Linked DNA regions of Mus musculus: region 1 is linked to region 2. A link is a contact called in public HiChIP or PLAC-seq data. All regions are on one chromosome and are shown on one strand. The core of a region is the stretch at or near the end of the contact, and the rest is flanking DNA. Distances in the headings are between cores, read along the strand shown. Region 1 has its middle 52 kb from the start of Saysd1. Region 2 has its middle 23 kb from the start of D14Ertd670e.

Evidence for each region. HiChIP or PLAC-seq counts read pairs in DNA pulled down with a chosen protein or histone mark.
Region 1: an H3K27ac HiChIP or PLAC-seq map of embryonic stem cells shows a contact between it and region 2, with 9 read pairs. The contact joins two enhancer-like sites. A contact is called at or near these places in 3 of 484 Hi-C or Micro-C datasets (the HPC-7 cell line, bone marrow-derived macrophages and embryonic stem cells) and 6 of 115 datasets of contacts at active chromatin or transcription factors (SST interneurons and embryonic stem cells).

The regions. Positions count from the first base shown.
Region 1 is chr14:20,028,756-20,034,257 of GRCm38.p6, forward strand. No RefSeq gene overlaps it. Among named protein-coding and RNA genes, the nearest start is that of Saysd1, 52 kb to the right of the region's middle. Within about 2 kb of position 4,081, at least 25 of the 459 cell types and tissues checked have an H3K27ac peak or open chromatin away from gene starts, as enhancers often do. A contact at or near this core is called in embryonic stem cells, where this site is marked.
Region 2 is chr14:19,858,632-19,864,475 of GRCm38.p6, forward strand. No RefSeq gene overlaps it. Among named protein-coding and RNA genes, the nearest start is that of D14Ertd670e, 23 kb to the left of the region's middle. Within about 2 kb of position 2,655, at least 19 of the 459 cell types and tissues checked have an H3K27ac peak or open chromatin away from gene starts, as enhancers often do. A contact at or near this core is called in embryonic stem cells, where this site is marked.

The DNA.
Region 1 (5,502 bases), core at 2,831-5,330, 170 kb after region 2:
GAACTCGAACAATATGTACTCACTGATAAGTGGATATTAGCCCAGAAACTTAGTATACCTGAGATATAAGATACAATTTGCAAAACACATGAAACTGAAGAAGAACGAAGACCAAAGTGTGGACACTTTGCCCCTTCTTAGAATCAGAAACAATCACCCATGGAAGGAGTTACAGAGACAAAGTTTTGAGCTGAGACAAAAGGATGGACCATCTAGAGACTGCTATATCCAGGGATCCATCCCATAATTAGCTTCCAAACGATGACACCATTGCATACACTAGCAAGCGTTTGCTGAAAGGACCCTGATATAGCTGTCTCTTGTGAGACTAGGCCGGGGTCTAGCAAACACAGAAGTGGATGCTCACAGTCAGCTATTGGATGGATCACAGGGCCCCCAATGGAGGAGCTAGAGAAAGTATCCAAGGAGCTAAAGAGATCTGCAACCCTATAGGTGGAACAACAATATGAACTAACCAGTACCCCTGAGCTCTTGACTCTAGCTGCATATGTATCAAAAGATGGCCTAGTCGGCCATCACTGGAAAGAGAGGCCCATTGGACACGCAAACTTTATATGCCCCAGTACAGGGGAACGCCAGGGCCAAAAAGTGGGAATGGGTGGGTAGGGGAGTGAGGGGGAGGGTATGTGGGACTTTTGGGATAGCATTGGAAATGTAATTGAGAAAAATACGTAATAAAAAAATTTTTTTAAATTAAAAAAAAGAAAGAAAGACTAGGGTTTTTGTATTTTGGTTGTTTTGTTTGTTTGTTTGTTTGGTTGGTTGGTTGGTTTTTTGTTTTTTTTGGTTTTTTTTGCAGAGAAATGTGTGCTGATTATATTCATAAAGAGATCCTTCAGTTGCCAGGCATGGTCGTGCAGGCAAGAGGCAGAAGCAGGAAGGAGGATCTCTGTAAGTTTGAGGCCAGCCTGTTCTACAAAGGGACAACCAGAGCTGTTAACACAGAAAAATCCTAGCTCAAAACAAAACAAAAGTCACCCCTGGAGCCTTTCACAACACAGGTCTCTGGGTCTTTCTAGAGCTCCCCCGCCCCCACAGCTGCATATTTCCATTCTTTGTCCTGGCCATCTGAGCTTCTCTTCTGTCTCCCTCCCATACCTGACCCTGCCCTGCCCTCCCCTCCCCGTCCCCTCTCTCATCCAGGTCCCTCCCTCCTTCCCTCTGCTTCCCATGATTATTTTGTTCTTCTTTCCAAGTGGGATTGGAGCATCTTTGCTTGGGCATTCATTATTGTTAAACTTCATATGATCTGTGAGTTGTATCCCGGGTATTCTGTACTTTTTGACTAATATCCACTTATCAGTGAGTACACACCACACATGTCCTTTTGGATCTGGGTTACCTTACTAAGGATGATATTTTCTAGTTTCATACGTTTGCCTGCAAAATTCATGCTGTCCTCGTTTTTAATAGCTGAACAGTATTCCATTGTGTAAATGAACATTTTCTGTATCCATTCTTCACTTGAGGGACATCTGGGTTGTTTTAGCAGAGATGCTCAACAGTGGGAAGAGGGAACCTGAGGAGACAACCTCCAGTAGATAGACAGGGCCCCCAATGGAGGGATGGTACCACACACCTACCTTTAAATTTTTTGACCCAGAATTGTTCCTAACTACAAGAAATTCAGGGACAAAATTGGAGCAGAGACTGAAGGAAAGGCCATCCAGTCACTGGTCCAACTTGGTTTCCATCCCATAGGCATGTACTAAACCCTGACACTATTACTGATGCTATGTCTTGCTTGTAGACAGGAGCCTAGCATGGCTGTCCTCTGAGAGACTCTACCAGCAGCTGGCTGAGACAGATGCAGATACGTATGGCCAAGTACTGGACAGAGGTCAGGGACGCCTGTGGAAGAGTTAAGGGAAGGGCTGAAGGAGCTGAAGGGGATGGCAACCCCATAGGAAGACCAAAAGTGTCAACTAACCTGGAGCTCTGAGAGCTCCCAGAGACAAAGCCACCAACCAAAGAGCATACATGGCCCCTGCACATATATAGCAGAGGATTGCCTTGTCTGGTCTCAGTGGGAGAGGATGCACCTAATCCTGTAGACACTTGATGCCTCAGGGAAGTGGGATGCTGGAGGGGCAGGGGGAGGTGGGGAGGGTGGGAGAGGGAGGTGGCTGGGTGGGGGGAGCACCCTCTCAGAGGAAAAAGGGGAGGAAAGGGGGTGAAGAACTCTGGAAGCAGGGCAACATTTGGAATGTAAATAAATAAAATAATTTAATTTTAAAAACCTGAAAAAGAAAGGAGAGAGAGAGAGAGAGAGAGAGAGAGAGAGAGAGAGAGAGAGAGAGAGAGAAGGAGAGAGAGAGAGAGAGCCTGCAGTCTTTAGCATTGTGTGGAGATGGAAGTCACTGCTTAATATGGGGTCAGGGTTAAGGTTCGTTTAGGTATGAAGTGATACAAATTAAAATACTACCTCACCTGTACCTCACCCACCTGTTCTTTATTACTCTTGTTTTTCTGTATTATAGACCCCTTAGAAATGGGAGTACTGATGTCCTATCCAGGCATTGCTAATCAATCCTTGCATCTGGGCCTGAGAACACCCATAAGACATGTGCATTTTATTTTCATCAGCTGAAGATATTCTCCCAAAGTGGAATTCAGCTTGGCTCCACGGTCTCCGTCACATATGACCCCACTCTGCCCCTACTCTTGGGATATCAGATCCTTCCCTTGCATTTTAAATTACATTAAGAAGAGGTTTAATTTAATCATTAGACATTATCCTGACTTCCTATTAGCAATTTTGTCTTGAAATGCAATTAAGCATAAAACATTATAATGTTAGCAAGAGTCATGTTTATATAACTGCTTAAATCTTAAGAGAAAAATATTCAGAACTTTACTTCACATGATATGCCAAAATAAATTCAAGAAGATTAAAACATTAAATAAAAGTACATCAAAGCATGAAAATGCAGAAGATGGCTAATATTTGTTTTATGGAAAAAGAAGCCCTTTCTAAGGTTAAAAGTCAATAGAAAAATTATAAGGAAAAATATTGGATTATTATACAAACAGTAAAATCCCTATATTTATAAAGAAAATAATAACATTAAACATGCAACAGGAAGCCAAGAAAATATAAGATATAAATAAAAGTGGTGATACCCAATAACTTATGCAAATCACTATAAACAATGTAGACTATATCTTCTAAAAACTAGAATCTCAAAGTGCATAAACAAGCAACTTATAAAAAAGAAGGCAATTTATAAATGGCCATTTCAAAATATTGAAGGCTTCCATCTTGTTTATAGGGCAGGGTCTGGGGAAATAGCTTAGTGGTAACAGGCTTCCTAAGCAAGTGTTGGGGCCTGAGTTCGGGTCCCTAGCACTCACACTGGAGCCCAGCACAGTGATAGCTGGGCACGTGATACACCTGTAACCCAGCCGGGGAGTGGGGGATGTGAGTGGGGCGGGGCTCAGAGCCAAGTAGATCACAGTGGCCTCTTGGCTAGCTAGCCTGGCTGAAAATGGCAAGCCCCAAGTCTTCTGAAAGACCCTGTCTAAATAACAATGCCATAGAAGCAACTGCTATCCTAACGTCAAGGCCAGGCTTCCACAGAGACCTATGTGGATGAGCATGCCCACACATGCATATACTGTTACACACACATGCGCTCACGCGAGTGTGTGCACACACACAAACACAAACACACACACGCGCGCGCGCGCGCACACACACAGTAAAAGACAATAAAAATGGCAGTAAGAGCTATTATAAATCTACAATTCTCGCTGTCTGACAGCCTGACAGACAGTAACTCCTGAGTGTTGGCAAAGTCCAACGAGGAAGCCTTCTCCGTCTCAACTGGCAAAAGCTTCCTGGAAGGAAGGCATTCTGACAAAGTGTACTGAGCACCTTAAGATAATCACACTTTGACAGATTGATTATAAGACACGCACACAGTAGTAATTTGCTATTTGTAACACTTAATAGCAAATTGGAAACAACCTGAAGCCAAACATTAGGAGAACAGGGTGAAGGTGGGGTGCGGGGCCACAAGCCTTTACCCTCAGCACTTGGCAGGCAGGCAGGTATCTGTGATTGGCAGGCAGGCAGGTATCTGTGAGTCAGAGGCCAGCCTGGAGTACATAGTGATGGAGGAGGAGGAGGAGGAGGAGCAGAGGGGGAGGGGGAGGAGCTGAGGGGGAGGGGGAGGAGCAGAGAGGAAAGGAGGAGGAACAGATAGGGGCAGGTGAGGGGAGGAGGAGGAACAGAGGAGGAGGAACAGAGGGGGAGGAACAGAGGGGGAGGAGGAGGAGCAGAGGGGGCGGGGGAGGAGCAGAGGGGGCGGGGGAGGAGCAGAGGGGGGCAGGAGAGGGGAGGAGGAGGAACAGAGGGGACAGAGAACAGGACAACCACATAACATGATTCAGAAGTCATGGTGAGTATTTGGGAAATAATTCAAATCATGCAGGAAGTATTTCTGGTCTTAGAATGTCTAAAAGAATCCAAAGCAGTATTAGATGTGTATAAATAGTTGCATATATCTAAGGTACATAATGTGATGTTTTACTGCATAGATACATGCACATAGTGAAATAATTACTAAGTCATGCAAATTATTGTTCCTTTCATTTCATCCCTTTACACTTTTCTATGTGTAGAGAAAGTACTATCTTGTTTATTCCCTTGTGAATTGCCAGTGTGCAATGTAACAATAACCACTGTCCTGCAGTATTTGTCCTTTGCTGTCCAGCACATCCCGTTTAGCATAATGTTCGCCAGGGTTATCCAGTTTCACCACTCGAGGGTCCTCTCTTTTACTTTTTAAAAGACTAATAGCGGGGTTTTCGTGTGTGTGTGCATGCGTGTATGCGTGCGTGCATGTACAAGACTGTAGCTTGCAGTTTATCTCCTTAATGGAGAGCTCATTTGTAGGGAACCATGTCAACAAGAGTAGCTAGCACAAAATACCAATGTAAGAAGGTTCCAGAGTGACACTGCAGCTTCTTGCTCAAGCAGGCTGGTGTCCTTTAAAAAGAGTATTTCTGTTCTGAGGTGAGAGGTTGTTAAATTTGGCTGTGTTGAGTTCAGGGTTTCTGTTGGACATGTTGGTGGAGATGTCTCAGAATGTGTGGACTTTGGGGGAAAGCTGGGGTGGAGTTTCTGGAAAGTTTAAGATATGAATTTAGATGAGGGCCCAAAGGAGAAAGTAAGAAATGGAAAGTGGAATCCTGAGCCCAGGATGGGGATCAGAGGACAACGGGCACTTAATGGAAAGGAGCCTCGAAAATCACTAAAGAACCAGGAGAGAGTTGGAGTTGGGATGGTGGAGAAGGAGGAAGAGGAGGAGAAGGAAGAGGAGGAGGAGGAGGAGGAGGAGGAGGAGGAGGAAGAGGAGGAGGAGGAGGAAGAGGAGGAGGAGGAGGTATACATGGCATAAGCAGGTCGCTTGCCAGGATCTGAATGGAGGAGCCCTGTAAACAGCAGAGCTGCAGCAAGGTGGGTGGGGTAGGCCA
Region 2 (5,844 bases), core at 1,405-3,904:
GAACATAGCTATAGCTCTTGTCACCCAAAGTGAAGTAACTTCAATTAAATTATTTATATGTATTTATCTATCATATATGAATTTTAAGCATGAATAATACATAAATATAAAATAATACGGTGTTCTAACCCCATGGCCAGGCATGGGAAATCTCCCTTTCAGTTGTTGATCAGGGGATTCCAAGAGACACCATCCCCAAACCATCTAGGGTATTGTCATAATCCTTGGTTATCACCTTGAAATTGAAGGTAAGATCTCATTGCTGAAGATACCACATACTTCAGACACAGAAGTATGACTTTCATAGTGTGAGAAGGTACTGTGCAAGCAGACGAGAGAGAGAGGAACAATCAATAATCCTACCCAGGTGGGGTGGGGGAGGTGAGGTGGAGTGGAGGGGTAGGGACATCTTCTCGGAGACAGGGGTGGGAGGAGGGTGGTGGGAGGGAGAGGAATGGGATGAGGAACTGTCAGAGGGTAGACCAGGAGGAGGATAATGACTGGACTGTAAAAAAAAAAACGATTAAAGATAATAAATTAAATAGAAAGAAGGAAAGGAAGGAAGGGAGGGAGGGAGGGAGGGAGGGAGGGAGGGAGAGAGAGAGAGAGAGAGAGAGAGAGAGAGAGAGAGAGAGAGAGAGAGAGAGAGAGAGAGAGAGAAAGAAGTGTCCTTCTGAGAACAGGCCAGTAGAGGGAGCTTGTAAGAAAATATTTCTGTCTAGGAGCTGGAAAATTCCCACCGAGGAGACTCCGTGATTTTAATTATTGTAATTAATGGTAAATTCAAGCAGACTTACACAGGACACAAACCAGAACAGCCACAAATTTGCGGAGGTGCCAAGTGCAGGAAGCCCAGTGGAGAGCCTTCCAAAGTGCTATTCAAGCTCCGGGTTCCAAGCCTCATTCCCATTACATAATTCAAAAATCTGTGGGATTTAGGATGTGCAGTGTTTAGGTTCGTCAGAGCTATCTAAGCTTTCTGAGAAATTATTCCCAAGTAGAAAGTCAGTGCTGGCTGGGAGCTGTGAAGAAGCTGTTGTTCTCTAGACTTTGCCTTTCTTGCAGCTTGAAGACAGGGAGCAAGAATGTCACACTGATGGATGAAACCATCCAAGGAAAATACAGAAACTGCAATTTGAGTGCTAAGTAATTTCCATGTCAAAACTTCTCTTTTGATACATATTTTTGGTTGTGAGCCTAGCCTTTAACGGCTGAGCCATCTCTCCAGCCCTTGATACATATTTTTAATAAAATCTATCTATCTATCTATCTATCTATCTATCTATCTATCTATCTATCTATCACTGTTGTTGCTATTGTTGTATACAGAGTTTCTCTGTGTAGCCTTGGCTGGCCTAGAACTTACTCTGTAGACCAGGCTGGCCTCAAACTCAGAGTACCTCTGCCCCCTTGGGTGCTGGGATTAAAGGTGTATACCACCAGTGCCCTGCTCTTTTGAGAATTTTAATCATTATACTACAAACACCAGGTGAACTTGGCTATGGCTTTGGTTTGTTAACCCCTGATCTAAACCAACACTTAGCCCAACCTTCGAACTTCATCTGCAGTGTCTGTGTTTCTCTTCAGGAATACTTGGATAAATATTTGCTTCCTGGGCCCATGTAGAGATAGTCACCTCAAAAACAAACAAAACCCCAAACAAGAAAATTAAAAACAAACAAACAAAAATTAATCAAACAAACTACACCCCCCCACACACACACCACCACTACCACCACCACATTTCTTTGAGCACTCCAGAAAGAGAGGCAGATGGATCTCTGTGAGTTGGAGGCCAGCCTGGTCTACATTGTAAGTTCCAGGACAGTTAGTACTGTGTAGAGAGACTATGTTGTGGTAAATCTCCTCCCAAATATGCCCCGGCAATGACAACACAACTCAGTTAATATGAATACAAGCCATGCGCCTAGATTGGGCAGATCTACCGCTACACTACCATCTTCTCCTGAAAGTATAACAACGTAAAAACAGAATTCTAGGCCTTTAGGCCCAGGCTTGGGAATGTGGCCTTTGTAAAGGTATGCTAATCATAAAAGAGATAGCGACATTCCTCTACCCACCTGCTTCCTGGGTTCAAAGAGTGCTCATTCAAAGAAAGTCACCCTGGCCATTACCAGAACCTGCAATGCAAATGTTCTATTGTTAGGGGCTCTTAGAAGCTGTCTTGAGAGTTAACAATTACCAGGTATTCCTTGTGACTCTTGTAACTTTACACTTCCTTGTGACTCTTAACTGGTATCTTTGGTATCTTCCAACAACGCCCTCCCCACTTCCTTGAGTTTCTGGTTTCTTCCTTTAAATACCCCCTTACCCAGCTACTCGGAGCGCCAAGGTCCTCTACCCTGTGTGGTGTATGACCATGGGCCCGAGAGCGCTCTTGAATAAAAATCCTCTTGCAATTTGCAGCAAGACCCGTTTCTTGTGGGTGATTTTGGGGTGTCGCCTCTCCTGAGTCAGAATGTGGGGGAGCCCTCACATTGTGGGTCTTTCATTCCATCTTATCAGAACTTGAACTTAGAACTTGCAGTTTCTCCAGGCCATGTGCTTCTGCTCTGCTTTTCTTAGTCTTCTTCCTCCTCTACACCCTCTCCCTCTTCCATTTTCCCCTTCTTCCCTCCCCTACCTTCTGTTCCACCTTCCCTTTTATCTGCCCAATCATCAGCTCTCCTTTATTTTACAAATTAAGGTGGGAAGCAGGTCTACAGGAAATCACCTGAGTGGTGACTCATTCCTTGTTCACAACCACTCACAGGAGAACGGAATTAACATCCAATATAATGAGCCCCAGGACTATCTACCACAAGACTATGTCTCAAAGAACAAAACAAACGATCAAAAAGAAAAAAAAAGACTCTTTAAGGTGCCATTGTGTATTGGCTGAGCAGAGATAGCTTTTAAGGACTGGGACTGAGGAACGGAGAGATGACTCAGTGCTTCTGCAGAAGATCTAGGGTTCAGCTCCCAGCACCCACGTGACGGCTCCCAACCCCTTTGTAACTCCAGTTCCAGGGAGATCTGACACCCCTTTCTGGCCTCTGCAAACACTGCACACACATGATTCATATTCATACATGTAGGCAAAACACTCATGTGTATAATATATGAGTACATAAAAACTGGGACCCAGGTCGGGATTAATAGAAACGTGATTCTCAGAGAAAGCAGAGTTAACTGCTCCCCTGGCATGAATATCTACTGTAGGATGTGCTTGGGGTGTAGCATGCCCTCTGGTGTCCTGGTACAGAACTAAGGGAGGAGAGAAGATGCTGTTTGAGGCACTGATTGAGGCAATGGAGGTTTTTGTACAAGTGACTCAACTTTTCTAGCTTGTATATCACACTGAAAGGGAATATTACCCATTGGGGCTCTGTGAAGGAGTACAGATACGTTAGAAACTTTCACCCTGGCAAAGTACCTGACAGAAACAGCGGAAAACAGGAAGGACCTATTTCTGCTCATGGTTGCAGAAAATTGAGCCCACAGTATGCTAGGTTGGTTCTGTGGCCAGCTAGTGGAAGCATGTTCAGGCAGTTTCTTGCTTCTTGGTGGACAGGAAGCAGAAAGTCAGTCTAGGCAGAAACAGGTATAGCCTTCAAAGACAGTCTCTCAGTGACCTACTTCCCAGGCCCGCCAAAGTTTCCACAGCCTTCCAAAATGGTGTTACTAATTAGGGACCAACTGTTCAACCATGAGCCTGTTGGGGTATTTCATATTAAAATCTTCAAGTAGGCACTTAATCCATGCTAATATTTAGTATCAAGAGTTAGAGGGAAAACCCCCAAAATGCCCGTGTATAAGAACCAAGATAGGAGCTATGGATTAGAATGGAACAAGAAGATCTTAAGATAAAATGTATACCAGCCCCTCTGCCTTACCTCTGGTTTATAACTGGAGGGGAAATCCTAGGTTTTAGTACAAAACGGGCTAGGCAAGAGTGCCTAACCTTTTGATGGTGACACCCCAAAGTCAATTATAAACATCACACAGAACTATGCAGTCTGGTTACAGATAAACGAGTAAACCATAAAAGCCCTTATAAGGCTTAAAGTGAGTTTATCATTTCGTCATTTTGTGTTGAGCCTTATCCGTCACTCTCCTTGGCTGCATGTGACCCATGGGGCCATGGGCAGTACACACATGGCTCCCAGACTGATTAGCTCTTATTGGAGGAACTCTATACCTTGCTTGCCCTTAAGCTCTTTGCTAGCTTCTGACGTAGGCCACTGATAACAAGGTGAAATGGTTCTTACTTGAGCTGTACAACTGAATTCTGCCTGAAGAAGCTCGCCTAGTTGTGTCCCCTTTATGAACAAAGCCAGTTTTGCTTCCCTTTGCAGATTCATCAGTATTCCAAATCTATAAATGTCTCTGCCTCTGACTTCCATTTTTGAGCTCATTATGACATCTGCTTAATTTACTTATTAATAATGAGTTAAACAAAATCTTTGATATGTGTTCTTTCAACTCTTATGTCAGCCATGATTTTGTTGTTGTTGTTGTTGTTTTGCACAGAAAATTATCCCTTAATTTCCTGCTTAATTATGAACTTGAAATCAGAGATGTTTTCCAAGAAAGCCTTTAACAGCATCCTAGAAGACAGTCCAACACATTACCCCTTTCTCTCTTAATCATCTTCTCTTCTAGCTGGGCCTAATGGTGCATGCCTTTAATCCCAGCACTCAGGCCAGTTCAGGCCAGCCAGGTCTACATAATGAGTTCTAGCTCAGCCAGTGCTATATAGTAAGATCCTGTGTCTTAGTTTGGGTTTTATTGCTGTGAAGAGACACCATGACCATGAAAACTCTTATAAAGGAGAACACTTCATTGGGCCTGGCTTACAGTTTCAGGTTATGAGTCCATTATCATCATGGTGGGAAACATGGCAGCATCCAGGCAGACAAGGTGCTAAGTGGAACTTAGAGTTCAACATCTTGACCCATAGGATACAGAAGAAGACTGTGTGCCACAATAGGCATGGCTTGAGTATAGGAGACTTCAAAAGCCCTCCCCAGCAGTGACATACTTTCTCCTACAATGTGACACCTACTCCAACAAGGCCACACCTCCTAATAGTGCCACTCCCTATTCCTAGCATTCAAACACACAAGTCTCTGGGAACCATACCTATTCAAACCACCATATTTCACTCCCTGATCCCCATTGGCTTGTAGCTACAACATAATGCAAATTGCATTTAGTCCAACTTCAAAAGTGCCCATAGTCTATCACAGTTTCAACAATGTTTAAAAGTCCAAAGTTCTAAGTCTCTTTTGAGATTCATTCATCTCTTAACTGTAATCCCCTATAAAATCAAAATTAAAAAAAACCAGATCACATACGTCAAACATATAATGGCACAGGTTATACATCACCGTTCCAGCTGTAGGGAAAGGGACACAGTGAGGAAACACTGGACAAAGGCAAGACTAAACACCGGCTGGGCAAACTCCCAACTCTGCATCTCCATGGCTGATGTCAAAGTGCTCTTCAGATCTCCAACTCCTTTCAGCTTTGTTGCCTAAAACACTTCTTTCTCCTTCCTGGTTCCACTCCCTGTGAGCAGCTTTCCTTGGCAGGTTTCCCACAGCTCTGGCATCTCTAACCTCCTGGGGTCTCCAAGGCAATCCAGGCTTCACCTTCACAGCTTCACTCCATACAGGGATAACTCTGCCACATGCCTGGCCTTGGTGACTCTCCTTAGTTTCAGAAGGAGATTCCATAACCCCTTTCTTCTATCCTTGACTCTCAAGCAAGAACCACATGGCTGAAGCTGCCAAATTCTGCTACATGCTGGGGCTGGAACATAGCCATTTCATTCAGTTA